Linked DNA regions of Mus musculus: region 2 is linked to region 1. Evidence: chromatin contacts called from public Hi-C data. All regions are on one chromosome and are shown on one strand. Each heading gives the region's core, a stretch centred on a gene start, on an enhancer-like site or on the middle of the called end of the contact. The rest is flanking DNA. Distances are from core to core; before and after follow the strand shown. Region 1 overlaps Lrmda (leucine rich melanocyte differentiation associated). Region 2 overlaps Lrmda (leucine rich melanocyte differentiation associated).

Region 1 (6,741 bases), core at 1,923-4,422:
CAAATGGTTTCTAACGTACTAATTTTCAAAGGCATGTCCCTGTCATTCTGCCATTCAGACACTGTTCCTTTCTACTGCCCTTGTCGCTCGTGAATAGATTTGTGGATACTTCCTCTGAGTACAGCCAAAAACCGAGGGCCATTGATTGCTCTTAGTGCCTGAGGACCACAGGACCTGGGCAATTGAGGAGATTCCCTAATGCTATTAGCATGGATGAGAGGAGTTGAAACTAGGATCCTAGCGGATACCGACCACTTGTAAAACATGACATGTGCTTCCCACTAAAGATTTAAAGAAAACAGGCAAGGTTCTCTATTCAGAGACTTAGCAGTATCTACCACACATGCAGCATTCCATTAGTCTAATCAACCCTCCTGAGCTAGAGCTACCGATGTGGCCTATCTACACCAGGACAGCTCAGCTCTGAAGCAGCAGCATGCAACTTGGCTATCTGCAGGTCTGGACCTTTCAAAGGACCACAAAGATGAGGGTGTATGTACAAATTGTTAACTTCAGAGAGGAGGACAGAGGTCCAAGGAGCTACGTTCAAACAAACACAGTCTTTCTTTGAAAGATTAATATTAATTCCTAATTTGTGAACAAATTCTAAATAAGGTCCTAACTTTTCTAGATCAGGACTCTCTGTCATTAACTCCAAGTTTCATGCTGTTGGCTTTTTATTACACAGCCCTGTTCAGCTTGGAACAGAATCAAGAAAATGGTAGCAAATGAAATCATAGAAGAGTTGTTTGAAAATAGCCTTCAAAATATGTTTTCCTTTCAGTTTTTAGGTTTTTTTTTTTCCCTAAATGATGTGATAATCAATCATAAAGCTATTCTGGAAAGAGGCCATCTTGATTTGCTCCATACTATCAACAGTTGTTGACACTAAAAGTTCCACTCATCTAAACATGTATGTGTAAAGCTGTTTCCTTGAGAGAGACCAGATCTAAGCAGCTGAATCCAGCTTGGGAAATGACCAAGTATCAACACGATTAAGTCTGTCATGTAGTATTTCTAATTATTACAGCAACTTCTTTCTTCCTGTGGCCAGAGGCAGGGGTGGGGGTGGGGGGGTGTAGCATTGTTTCAAAGCTGCATTTCCTAAAGAAACCTCCCCATACACCTCTCAAGTCTTCAAATCTGTAATCCACCCTGGTCTGAAGGGACACAAGGAGGCCTGGAGGCTTCCTTTGTGGGAAATCCTATTCTAGGATGTGTGTGGTACTTAGGGAAAACCTGATGTCAAACTTTGTAAATGAAAGAAAAGGCGAAGGAAGGAAGGAAGGAACTAAGGCGAGAGGAGGAAGGGTGAGCTTCGGAGATCATTTTTTCCATCATATTCCATTCATAAAAGCTATTCTTAAACGTTTTTCCTGACCTCACTCTGTCCCAGCAGAAGTCTCGACTGTCTCAACTGTATTTTGCCACAGTCATAAACAGAAGGCTCCGTATGTTCGTTCCCTTTCATTCACACACAGGACCCCTGGGTTTGTTGGGTTTAGCTTGCAAGTATCCACCCTGGTGTCCAGAGAGGCCAATGACACAGGGGCAGGAAACAGAAGGGGAGGTGAACCCACTGAAACAACAACGAGCCAAGAGAAAAACGACACTAAAAAAAAATTTATTTTGGGACTCTGGGTGCTGGCTTTGGTCGGCATGAAACTAATTCCACTGGCTTTTCACCACAACTCCCTATTCGCACGCACTCGCCTTCCTTCACCAAAGAACCCCGGAGAGCTCACTTTGAGGGCTAAGGACGAAGCTCAGCTGGCAGAGTACTTGGCCTGGCATGCATGGGGCCTGGAGCTCAGTCCCCAGCACTGCATAAACCCGGCATGGTGCCTCAAGGCCATATAATTCCAGTGCTTGAGACGAGGTTAGGGGAATCAGAAGTTCCACACCATCATGGCCGCCTAGCAAGTCTGAGCACTGCCTAAGATACAGGACAGTCTGTCCCCAAACAAATAAACAAATAGACAAGTTAGAGGCTGAGTTCCTGGCCTACCCCAAAAGTCCTAGCTGAAGCAATAATCCTTAGAATGTTCTTTTAAAACAGAAATCTGACAAAGTTGCTTTTCTGCTTAAAACAGCATGTAAAGTTTGGCCTGAATTTCAAGCTTTGAACATGGCCAATAAGGCCCCAGGGCACAGCCTTTCCTTCTTTGCAGGCCTGACTCTTGCCTCTCCCCTTGTTTGGCAAGCAGGAACCTGTCTGGCAGCTTTTCTATTCCTTCAGGTGCTCAGTCCTGAGATCCGGAGATCTTCACCGAATAGAATAATCTTTCTCCTGACGCTTTCTCTCCAGCATGCTCTGCCTTAGTGATAGTCCCCTGCTATACTGCAAACTCCCCACACATTTTGTCACCACAACCCTGAATAGCTGACTCATAGTAATGTCTCAATAAATTCTTGTCACACGATAAAATACATTTATTTAATGCTAAACAAACACCATCCTTCAGTCTCCACGGGTTCAAAGCAACAAAGTAAAAAATAAGTTAAAAATAAAACAACAAAACAACGTAACAAAGTAGCAAAGCATTTGTATCAGCCTTCCCAGTCACTGCACACTGTTTTCTAAGGGAAATAACCCCTTTAGAGCCCTTGATGCTCACTGAGTGGAACACACAGGGTCCTGCAACCCCCATTCCTCATGGGCAGCCTCTTCTCAAGGAGGGCCCTGTTGATTCTTGCTGCATGCAAGGGCTTAAGTTACAGCACACACTTTGCCAAAAGGAGTCATCAGAGGTTGTTTAGAACAAAAGAAGACTTCCTTCCCGGGGTTCAGCCTGATCCACAAGTGATAGAAACAAAAGCAGAGCCCGTGGCTTCCAAGATGCATTCAGAGTCCTCAGGCTGGGCTGGGGCTCCAACAAGAGGCCACTGGGCCCCATGCTAAGTGAAGCAGCATACGGCTCACTTAATTGGGCTTGCCTTTTATTATACTTCTCTCTTGCTCCTGCAACCTGTGATTTTTTTGATGAATGCATCATAAAATGTTTAATCCAAATGAAGACCAAAGGAGTGCAGGGAAGCATCCATTAGTCACTGCCAGATCCTCCAACGACAGGAGACAGGGTCTTAAGGACTGCTATTAGGGACGGAGCCCGGTTGCAATGCAGCCCTCGTGCTGCGCGGCTCAGTCAGCAGAAGGGGGAGCTGTAGTGTAACCTATTTGAGATGTAAATCTAGAGCTGGCAGTGCTGCAGATTAGAGACTGTGGTCGCTGCTGTCGGCCGGTCTACAGCAATACTATATATCCTGTCCTGGTCGGTGCAGGTCATTAACAGGACGCGGAATGGTGTTAGTAAATGTGAACATTAAGAAACCCAGGTCAGCAAAGGACGGAAAGCATGGCAGCCACACTTCAAGGGGAATCAACCCCCCGGGAAGGGGAGATTGCATGGATACAGAAACAGGCAAGTGACAGTGTTAGCTTTGAGTGACAACAGACGAGCCACCACAAACGTGATAGGGTGGTATCTTGACATGAGAGAAATTAGACATGGAAGAGGGAAAATGAGAGAAACAGAATAGGGGACAAGGAGGAAAGGGAGGAAGGAGGGGAGAGGAGAAAGAGGGAAGGAAGAAGAGGGGGAGAGGATGGAGGAGGGAACAGAGTAGAGGTCTTCTGTCCATGCCTGCATACAGCAACAAGGAAGGTTTCACGAACACACAGTCCCAGGAGGGCTGGAGGGACATTGCCCCTCTTTGTGTGGACCTTGCATAAAAACGGGACAAAAGACTCAGAACAAGGCCCCTAGCTTCCCGGAGCCGAGCCATAGCTGCTGCTTGGGCTCTATTTTTTGACCAAGTCAGGTGTCCCTACTGCCAAAGAAGTTTTCCTTTTTCCCTGACTCCAGGCACTTCCTGTTTCCTTCAAGTGGAACTCCCCAAGACTCATCAAATCCACAATTTAATTACATCTCAGAGAGAGAGGGAGAGAGAGAGAGAGAGAGAGAGAGAGAGAGAGAGAGAGAGAGAGAGAGAGAGAGAGAGAGAGAGGAAGGAGAAGGAGGAGTGTAAACATGACTTCTTTTTATCTCCCGATACATCTGGACAAGTAGACAATGTGCTAAAACAAAATAAATCTGCCCTGACAGACACATCAAAGGGGCTTGCAGCTACTTACAGCCCAGGAATGCAGTTGCTAAGCATCGGCCAAAGACTTATCAGTCCTTGGAAGAAATGCTTTTTTCTCCCTTTGAGGGGGGCGATGAGGAAGGCTGGGGAGTGGGAACCAGCCTGCAAAAGGAGACTGGGGATTTGCAGGGATTTTGAAGCTTAAAATGAATTGTGTGAAGAAAAGGAGTTTTGTGGTGGTTTTCCTTTTGACGTACGGCCTATATTTTTATAAAGGTTGCCCATGGAAAAGCCCTCCAGAAAGGGCTCTTTAGGATTTTAATAGAAAGAAGATTGTGAAAAAAAAAATATAAAAAACACTATATACAAAGTTCTATGGATTTCTCCAGGTGATTCAAGCCTAATGCTAGCTAGTCCAGGATCAGGGGAAATATCTCACACTTACCAGAGTCAGGAGGGATAAATCCTTAAGCAGCCATAATAAAAAGTAAATCTCCCAACATCATAAGGTACACACAATATTTTTTTCTAGAAGGCAGGAAATGGAGCATCTACTCTCAGAAACACAATAAAAATGTGAAAATGGAACCCCCTGGAGCCCCAAACCAAACCAAGTGTGAGGTGGGACTAGGGAAACAACTGTATGGGCTAACCACTCTCCATGAGAGGGAGAGGAGTTGAGTTTGGATTCACAGCACCTAGGGAAAGCTAGAGAAAGGAAGCAAACTTCTTGAATAACAGAGCTGGTTTGGACGTAGAGACAGGATGGTCCCTGGATTTCTCTGGCCAGCTAGTCTAGCAGAATCAGTGAACTTCGGGATTAGTGAGGGAACCTTTCTCAAAAATCAAAAAGATAGAACACTATAAATGGAGACGACTAACTGTGACCTCCGTGTGTGTGTGTGTGTGTGTGTGTGTGTGTGTGTGTGTGTGCGCGCGCATGTGCGCGCGTGCGCGAGCGCGTGTGCGTGCTTATGTGCACAAGCATACATGCACAGGACACACACATGCACACATGCATACACAAAGAAAACCGGGTATGAGCTGCCATGTGGAGTACATGCAATAAGTTAAATCTAGCTGCTCACCCCAGCTGCATACACAGCCTCACAACTAAAGCATTCACATTCAGAAACCAAATGGAATCCACTCTGAAATCTGGTGCCACCTTCAGCTCCCTACCCCTAGCTCAAGAGACAGAAACCAGTGTTTTATGTTTCAATGCGGTCTTCATCTATGGTGTTGAACTCATGAAGATCTCCCTCTTCCTATGATCACATCCTGGGGTGGGAGACTTTGTTTTTTCCCCTCCAGCCTGACTATAGGATTTGCTTGTGCTGGACTGAACATGAAGTAGTATAGCTGAAAAGAATGTTCCATGAAATCTTGAAGGTGCTCTTGAACAAAACTGGCCAGTTCAAACCGAGCCACCAGCTCTCACTGTATAGCTGACAGTTCCATAGAGACTCCACCTTTACCAGAGAGGGCTGAAAGCTATGCAGACACAATAAGCTGGATCCAGGGAGACCCTGGTCATTTTTTGAAAAAAAAAAAAAAATGCTATTTTCTTTCCTTGGATCAAAGGAAACAAACTCGGCATGATATTCATACAGGATAACTCGCAACAACAAGAACAATTACTAAGTGTGTGCTATTGCACAAATAAATAACGTACCATTATCTCCAGCACGATCCTATTTAGTAAACAGTGACGGGAGGCAGCAGTAACCATTTTTATTGTCCCATATAGCTCCTATTTTCTAATTAAACAAAAGGTTATTTCTACTGTTAACAGAGTCATTTGTCTAAGCTGGAGCTTACCTAATACTTTTTGCCAAGCATGACAGAATATAAGAAATTAGGTTCTGGCAGTGGTTTGGGTTTTTCCTTTCCTTTTCTTTTCTTTTCTTTTCTTTTCTTATCTTTTCCTTTCCTTTCCTTTCCTTTTCTTTTCTTTCCTTTTCTATTTCCTGTTTTGTTTCGTTTTGTTCTAATTTTTTTTTTGCATGCTGAGTTGTTATTTAGAAAGCTCTGTTGTTTCCTAATCAGAGTGAGGGAACTTTGTGTGGTAAATTCATAAATAAACTTTGGTGATTTTCCCCCCTGAAAACATGATGAAGCCAGCACTTACTCCTGCCCTTTAGCTTACATTCAAGGGCAATGATCTGTATTATTAAACATATAGGTCATGCCAGCTTGTGTTTCTCTATCCTGTGGGATGTTTTAGGAGCTGCTGTCACATTACTGAGATCTGTTCTGTGACTCCTAATTATTCCTAGTGGCAGCTTTGGATTTCAAGCGATTCTTCTCACATGTATGTAAAAATTTATAAGCTGTTTCACAGAATTAGTCCCCGTTGTTTATGGGGGTTGTAAATACTGATTAGAGACGTGAACTCTTTTCATTGACAAGGATAATGCTGACTTAATAAAATCTGCTCTGTGTCTTCTGGAATCTTCTAGAACTCTTCATGTCTATATTTGAAATTGCACATTTTAAAATTTCAGTATGACCCTGAGGGCAGGACAGCCTTTTTGCTGTACAGCTAACCAGAAGATGAGGGATTCGATTTGGTCCTGGTGCATCTTTGAGGATGCTGTTATTACTAGAAACCAAAAGAAGGAAGCTGAATGTTCCATGAGTACCAGGGGTGCA
Region 2 (6,741 bases), core at 2,191-4,690, 190 kb after region 1:
CCTCCCAAAGACAATGTGGAACATCCTGCATCTGACCTTATTTAATCTAAGGAACCCTCAGGGGAGACGGATCAGGAAAGTGTGTGCTATACAAGCCAAAGGACCTGGATTTGGATGTACAGCACCCATGCAAAAAGCCAAGCATGGCAGCACCCAAGCCAGGCATGGCAGCACCCAAGCCAGGCATGGCAGCACCCAAGCCAGGCATGGCAGCACCCAAGCCAGGCATGGCAGCACCCAAGCCAGGCATGGCAGCACCCAAGCCAGGCATGGCAGCACCCAAGCCAGGCATGGCAGCACCCAAGCCAGGCATGGCAGCACCCAAGCCAGGCATGGCAGCACCCAAGCCAGGCATGGCAGCACCCAAGCCAGGCATGGCAGCACACAACTGCGACTTGATTGTTATGGAAGAAGAGACAGGAGGACCCTGAAGCTTGCTGCTCAGATAACCTAGCTAAACTGATGAGTTTCAGACTCAGTGAAAGAAGCTACCTCAACATTTAAGGTAGGAAGTGACTAAGGAAGAGAGCAAATGTCACCCTGTGGCTTGCATATGCATGTGTACCTGCACAGACACAAGAGCAAATAGCAAAATAAATATAAACAGAGCTACTCTTCAGTTGACTTGACTTGGGAAGATGCTGAAGAAATGGATTTAGTAAGAAGCAGGCTCCCTGAGAACTCTTGCCAACTACAGGGTTACCAAGACACAGGCCATCCAGAGGGAGCTCTGGGTCAAAGACAGTTGACTCAGCTTTTTAAGCAGTTCTCCATGTTCATGGCCTTGAAATCACAAGTCCGAGGAATCGAGAGAAGACATTTATTCATCTTCCCTAACCACCAGGCTTCTCTTTTATTTACCAATTCCCTTTCTCCTCTATGTCCCACTTCCCAACATATAGACCTACTCTGATGGTAAAGTGATGTGAATCCAATCCGATGATGTGAATTCAATCCCCCAAAACCATATGGCATGAATAATAAATAATAAAATGTAATAAAAGATTTTAAACCCATGTCTTGAATTGATTCTTTGCAGGTTTGACAAAACATAGGATTTCTAATGACCTGAGCCTTCTCAATTCAAAGAAAGAAGGCAATGTCTGAGTTAAAGTGAGTCCCTGAAAAGGAAGCTTGTGGTTTTGTTTCTATGAGGTATCAAATTTTTATTATTTTTCTTTATGTGTATGTGTGTCTGTACACAAGGGCAGTGTCTGAAGCATCTAGAAGGGCGTGTCAGCTTCTTTGGAGCTGGAGTCACACATGATGGTGAATTGCAGGACATGAGGACTGTGAACCAAACTAGGGTCCACTGGAAGACCAGCAAGTGACCTTAACCATTGAGCCTCCTCCTTTTCCTGTTTCTATGAGTGATAAGGTAAATGAAGCCCTGTGCATTTCATTCCTTAGTTTGAAAATTAAGTCATCTTGTTTTGCATCCACATTACAAACTATAGGTTTTATTACCACTAAAGTATAATGGAGCCAACAGATTAGGAGATGGAGATGACAGCCAGTGAGGGGCTCATAATTCACAGCTGTTGGAGGACTAGCATGCCATGCTATGCAGGGAATTACTGAGGTAAGAGATGGGGCAGAAGGAGGGCAGAGCTTTTGTTGTGCATGGTGTGTTTGTTTTGGTTTTCAGGGATTGATGACAAATTGAAGGTAATGTGAATAGGCCTGGAACTGAGCAACTTGAATAATTTTAGTCAGCTTTGGGATACATGGGTGGCCCTGGGAGGATCAGAGCGAAGAAATGAGTCTCCCGGAACTAGATGTGCTCTGCATTGGTTAGTCAGCATGGGAAAGGCACAGTCCTTGGTGAGTCATTTGTAATATCCTAGAATTCCTTAGCTCTGGGAAGGACAGCCTTTCCCTGACCAACAAGTTCCCAGATGCCAGAATATCAGAAATAAAAATCTTGTCAACACAATCCAGCCCATGACTCCATGTGTCCTCCTGACCCTCACTGTGAACCTCTGTGCCAATTCGAAAGCATCTACCACATTTTTAGCCTCTAGTCTCCCAGTGCTTCCTTCTACTCAAGGTGGCCTTCAGCTTTCCAGTACTACAAATAACACTTTAATGAAAACCCTCATACACACCTCCTCGTGGACCTATGGAAGAATTTCATTGAGCTATATATCTTGGAGTGGAATTGCTGGGTCAGGGGGTATGAGTATATTAATTCAACTCAGTGAAGCCAGCCTGCACTCTGGAATTGCTGCTTCATCCAATTGAGCATGGGGGGGGGGGGGAGGTCTACAACATCTATAACATTTGCCGTGGTCCGTTTTTGTAATTATTCCAGTCTGGTAACCACAAAGTGATCATTTATTCTCATCCCAATTTACATTTCTCTGATATGTAAGAAATTTGATCTCGTTTATTTTTTGTTCCCTGTAACCTCTTAACATATGCTTGACAAATCAATTCTAGGTAAGCAATAAACCCCTAATAGAAAGTTCCTGAATAGGTTTTCTTTGAGACATGGTGATGCACAAGCTAACTCCCTCTTGCCTGTCCTACCCTAAGTTCATGGGCAAGGCACTAATGGGAGCAAGCATAAATCTTTATCATCTTGCTTTGATGGCTGAGACCAGAGCCTGTATAACTATGTAAAAGACAAGAAGTAGCACATTGTGTTACATGTATGCATAATGCACACATACACATGCAAACACAATGTGCTTATCTGGTACTGATACTTATGTTTGTACCTACATATTGTACCAACGAGTGTGCTTCTATAGACACTGCTTCTCCTTCAAATAAACTACAAACTTAATTTCTAAGTTGCGCATAGTTCTATTCCCAAATCTAAAACAGCAGACTAACCCTTGTAGAGTCGAGCTGTCATTGGCCCCACCTTAAGTCAAGAGTGGGATTAAAAAGAAAGTGAAAAACCAAAACAGATAAAACTATCTGTCTTCTGCAATGTGTAATTCATGGCTATCTAAGCTTATACAATACACAGGAAGTCACTTTGTGATACTTTCACCTGGGGATGTAGAGCAGAGAGGGAGAAAGGGAGAAATGTGAATACTATGAACCAGAGACCCATGCAAAATCTGTTGTTGAATACTAACAGGCATAGGGGTGTCGCCAGGGCCATGTCAGGCATTTGTCTCTCAGATCTCTATTTCTCTCTCTCTCTCTCTCTCACCAATATTGGAAGCCTTACTAGAAGCCTGAAAACTGACTCCCCCCTGCATGCTTCCCAACAAGGGTCCTCAGGTGGAGGTGTGAAGAGCCACCCCACCTGGAGGAAGAAATGACTGACCTGCTCATTTAAAACATGAGCAAACTCAGACATGCCACAGGCCTCTCTAGAAGGGGCATTTGCTTCCCAGAGCACAGCTATTCTCTATTCTGACTCATGTAGATGGGACAAATGGTGCCCTGGGCATACTCATCCACACATCAGCCTGAAATTGCCAGTAAATCACAACTGCAGTAGCTAATAACAGCCATAAAGCCTTTTGAGTTTTACAAGGTGTTTATAATGGGTAACTCACTATGATTTAGATGAAAAACATGAGTCAGCTCTTGAGACAAAGCTGATATGGGGACAGTGGCCTTGTGGTATGACCTCTAGCAAGCATCCAAATAAATTGCAGGATCTCCTCCTGGCCCAAGGCTGGCCATTGTCTTGTACATATATTATCAGAAACTTGGCTGTGGGAGAATTGAGCCCTGGAGAATGGGGGTCCTCTGGTGACTGGCCACAAGAAGAAAAGTGATCCTCTCAGAGTGGCTCACTGACAGGAAAGATGATAAATGTTCAGTGTAGAAACATCTCTAAGCCTGACAGGCATAGCAGTAGATTAGAAACCTTTCCAGCTCTGCAGTTGAGAAAAAATGTATATATATATATATATATATATGTGTGTGTGTGTGTGTGTGTGTGTGTGTGTGTGTGTGTATGTATATGTATATGTATATGTATATGTATATGTATATGTATATGTATATGTATATGTATATGTATATGTATATGTATATGTATATATATATGTATACACACACAGAGTACAGCTTATAATGGGCTAAATCTAGGGAATTACTGTGAAAAGGTCCTAGGAGACAAGATCTGATAATGAGCTTGAAGGATTGCTGATGGGATGAAGATACAGAGTACCTTTCTTAGAAATGGAAAGAGTTGGTGAAGACATTGGATTGCAGTGACTATGCAAGTGAACGGACAGAAAGAGCAGGAAGAACTCGAGAGACATACTGACTTGGATAAAGCAGAGACAACACTGGAGAGAGAAGTGTTGAATGGCTGAAAGTTTAGTAGACACAATAGAAAACCTAGTGTTGGCATCAAATGACCTCAGGAACCTTAGACAGAAGATTCTGTGCTATGCAATTCATGCTATTCCTTCCCCAGTGGGAATAAATGCAACAGATATATCTGTGAGACAAGGGTCCTTTCCCTTATTAATAAAGGATTTAAGTGCCTTTTAAAGGACATTTGGTAAAATATAGAAAGCAACTCCACCCTCTATTGCTTTGAAAGGTTTGAGCTGAGTTCTTGTTTGGCCTCCTATATTCCAATATGCTGGATTATATTTTCTCCAGTTGGCTCATTATCTTCTTTCCTTCTCCTGGTCCTTGAGCAACTTTTTGACTTAGAATTTTTATTATCAAGATTTTCTTTTTCTTATCCTGTGTTAGTCTTTATTTTTAATTGCTGTGAAAAAAATACCTGAGATAAAACAGCTAGAAGAAGAAAAGATTAAGTTTGACTGGACGTTTCAGAGCCTTCAGTCCATGGTTGTTGGCCCTCATCCCTGTGGATCTGTAGTTGTGCAGAGAGCATCATGGGGAGAGGTGTGGCAGAGCAGAATGGCTCCTGTCACTGTGGCTGGGAAGCATAGAAAGAGACAAAGGAAGGGACCTAGAATAAGGACTAGACCCAAATAACACTTCCTACCATCAGTCTTTCCTCCAGTCAGACCCCACCTTCCAGTCCCCACCACCTACCAATAGTCTATTAAAGTATATGTCTATCAATAGTTTAATCCATCGACTAAAGCCAAAGTCTTCATGATCCAGTCACTAAGAAGTTTGGCACCAAGCCTTCAACATATGGACCTTTTGGGGGACAGTCCATATTGAAACCTCAGGAGATGGGATGTTGGAAACCATCAAGTGATCAAACACAAACCTTCCATCTAACTCTAGGGATACAACAGTATTACACCAGTCATTTATTATTTAGGATTCACTGGAAGAACAGAATTTATAGAATTAATATATATATATAGATATATAGATAGATAGATAGATAGATAGATAGATAGATAGATAGAAAAGAGAGAAAAAGGAAGGAAAGAAGGAAGGATATTTATTAGAATGTGGTCTATCTAGTCCAACAATGGCTTCTACCACTGCAAGGTCCAAGAATCCAGTAGTTGTTCAATCCATAATGTTGGATGGCTCAGCCAGTCTTCAGTATACACCAGACTTCTGAGGAAGTGTGCTCTAATGTCAGTGAAGGAATGGACTTACAAGCAAGAGTGATAACAATCAGACAAAGTAAACAAGCATCCTTCTTCCAAGTCCTAGACTATATTAAAGCCAGGTCTAAAAATTAGAAGGCTGCCAGCAGAAGGTGTGAACTAGATTAAAGGTAGGTGTTCCCACCTCTAAAGCTCTGGATTAAAGGTGGATCCTCACACCTCAGAAGATCCAGATTAAAAGTATGTCTTTCCACTTCAAGTTACTTCATTTTTTTAAAGTCCCTTATAGGTATCCCCAGATGTTTGAGTTTTAATTCATTCCAGATGTAGTCAAGTCTACAAGCAAGAGTAGCCATCACGAATCACTTGAACTTATTCAAGGAACTACTCGGAATGGCTGAGTGGCACTTTCCAGAAGAGCTCTAATGGCTGTCATGGAAAGACCCAAATAAGCCCAGCACTCTGTGATTCTTCCTTCAGGGCCCGTCTTAGGGATACTCTTGCTGTGAAGAGACACCATGACCACAGTAACTCTTATAAAGGAAAACATTTAATTGGGGATGGCTTACAGTTCAGATATTTAGTTCATTATCATCATGGCAGGGGTCAGGGGAAGCATGCTGGCACACAGGCAGACATAGTGCTGGAAGGGGAGCTGAGAGTTCTACATTTCGATCTACAAACAGCAAGAAAAGACTGCCACATTGGGCATGGCTTAAACATCTAACATCTCAAGGCACAGCCCCTAGTGACTTACCTCCTCTAACAAACCCACACTTACTCCTACAAGGCCACACCTCATAATAGTGCCACTTCCTATGGGTCTATGGAGGCCATTTTTCTTCATACAACCTTAGAGCCCAATCTAAAATCAGAAAGCACTCACTCTGAAAAGTTTGTTGTGAAAGCTTTTGTCCATCTAATTCTAATAGAATATGCTAATGACAAAACTAAAATGAGTAAGAGTGTACTGGCACATCCACAAAGAAAGATATTATAGCAGCAAGACGCTACAGAAGAGATCAAAGTAGGGAAACAGTTTATTTTAAACTTTTATTATATTTTATTAGAAAATGACCTAGGAGGTTTTTATTTATATCATTTTCTAGCCAAATCCTTCCACGCAGACTGATATACTTAGTAAGTATTAGATAAATGGATGGATGGATGGATGGATGGATGGATGGATGGATGGAATGTAATTGATTGATAGAGAAGAGAGATAGGAGAGCAGATAGATGGTAGATGAATGATAGGTGGATGAGTAGAT

Evidence for each region. A called contact is a pair of places that touch in the nucleus more often than the background predicts.
Region 2: a contact with region 1 is called in a Hi-C map of the C2C12 cell line, with 3 times the contacts expected there. The contact joins two enhancer-like sites. A contact is called at or near these places in 1 of 15 datasets of contacts at CTCF or cohesin (the NIH/3T3 cell line), 5 of 484 Hi-C or Micro-C datasets (the C2C12 cell line, fibroblasts and liver) and 3 of 115 datasets of contacts at active chromatin or transcription factors (cardiomyocytes, a colorectal cancer cell line and kidney).

What each region holds. Positions count from the first base shown.
Region 1 is chr14:22,804,877-22,811,617 of GRCm38.p6, reverse strand. The region is part of intron 5 of Lrmda (leucine rich melanocyte differentiation associated); the gene reads right to left. Among named protein-coding and RNA genes, the nearest start is that of Gm30926, 6.9 kb to the right of the region's middle. Within about 2 kb of position 3,172, at least 77 of the 459 cell types and tissues checked have an H3K27ac peak or open chromatin away from gene starts, as enhancers often do. A contact at or near this core is called in the C2C12 cell line, where this site is marked.
Region 2 is chr14:22,617,205-22,623,945 of GRCm38.p6, reverse strand. The region is part of intron 5 of Lrmda (leucine rich melanocyte differentiation associated); the gene reads right to left. Among named protein-coding and RNA genes, the nearest start is that of 4930405A10Rik, 78 kb to the right of the region's middle. Within about 2 kb of position 3,440, at least 3 of the 459 cell types and tissues checked have an H3K27ac peak or open chromatin away from gene starts, as enhancers often do. A contact at or near this core is called in the C2C12 cell line, where this site is marked.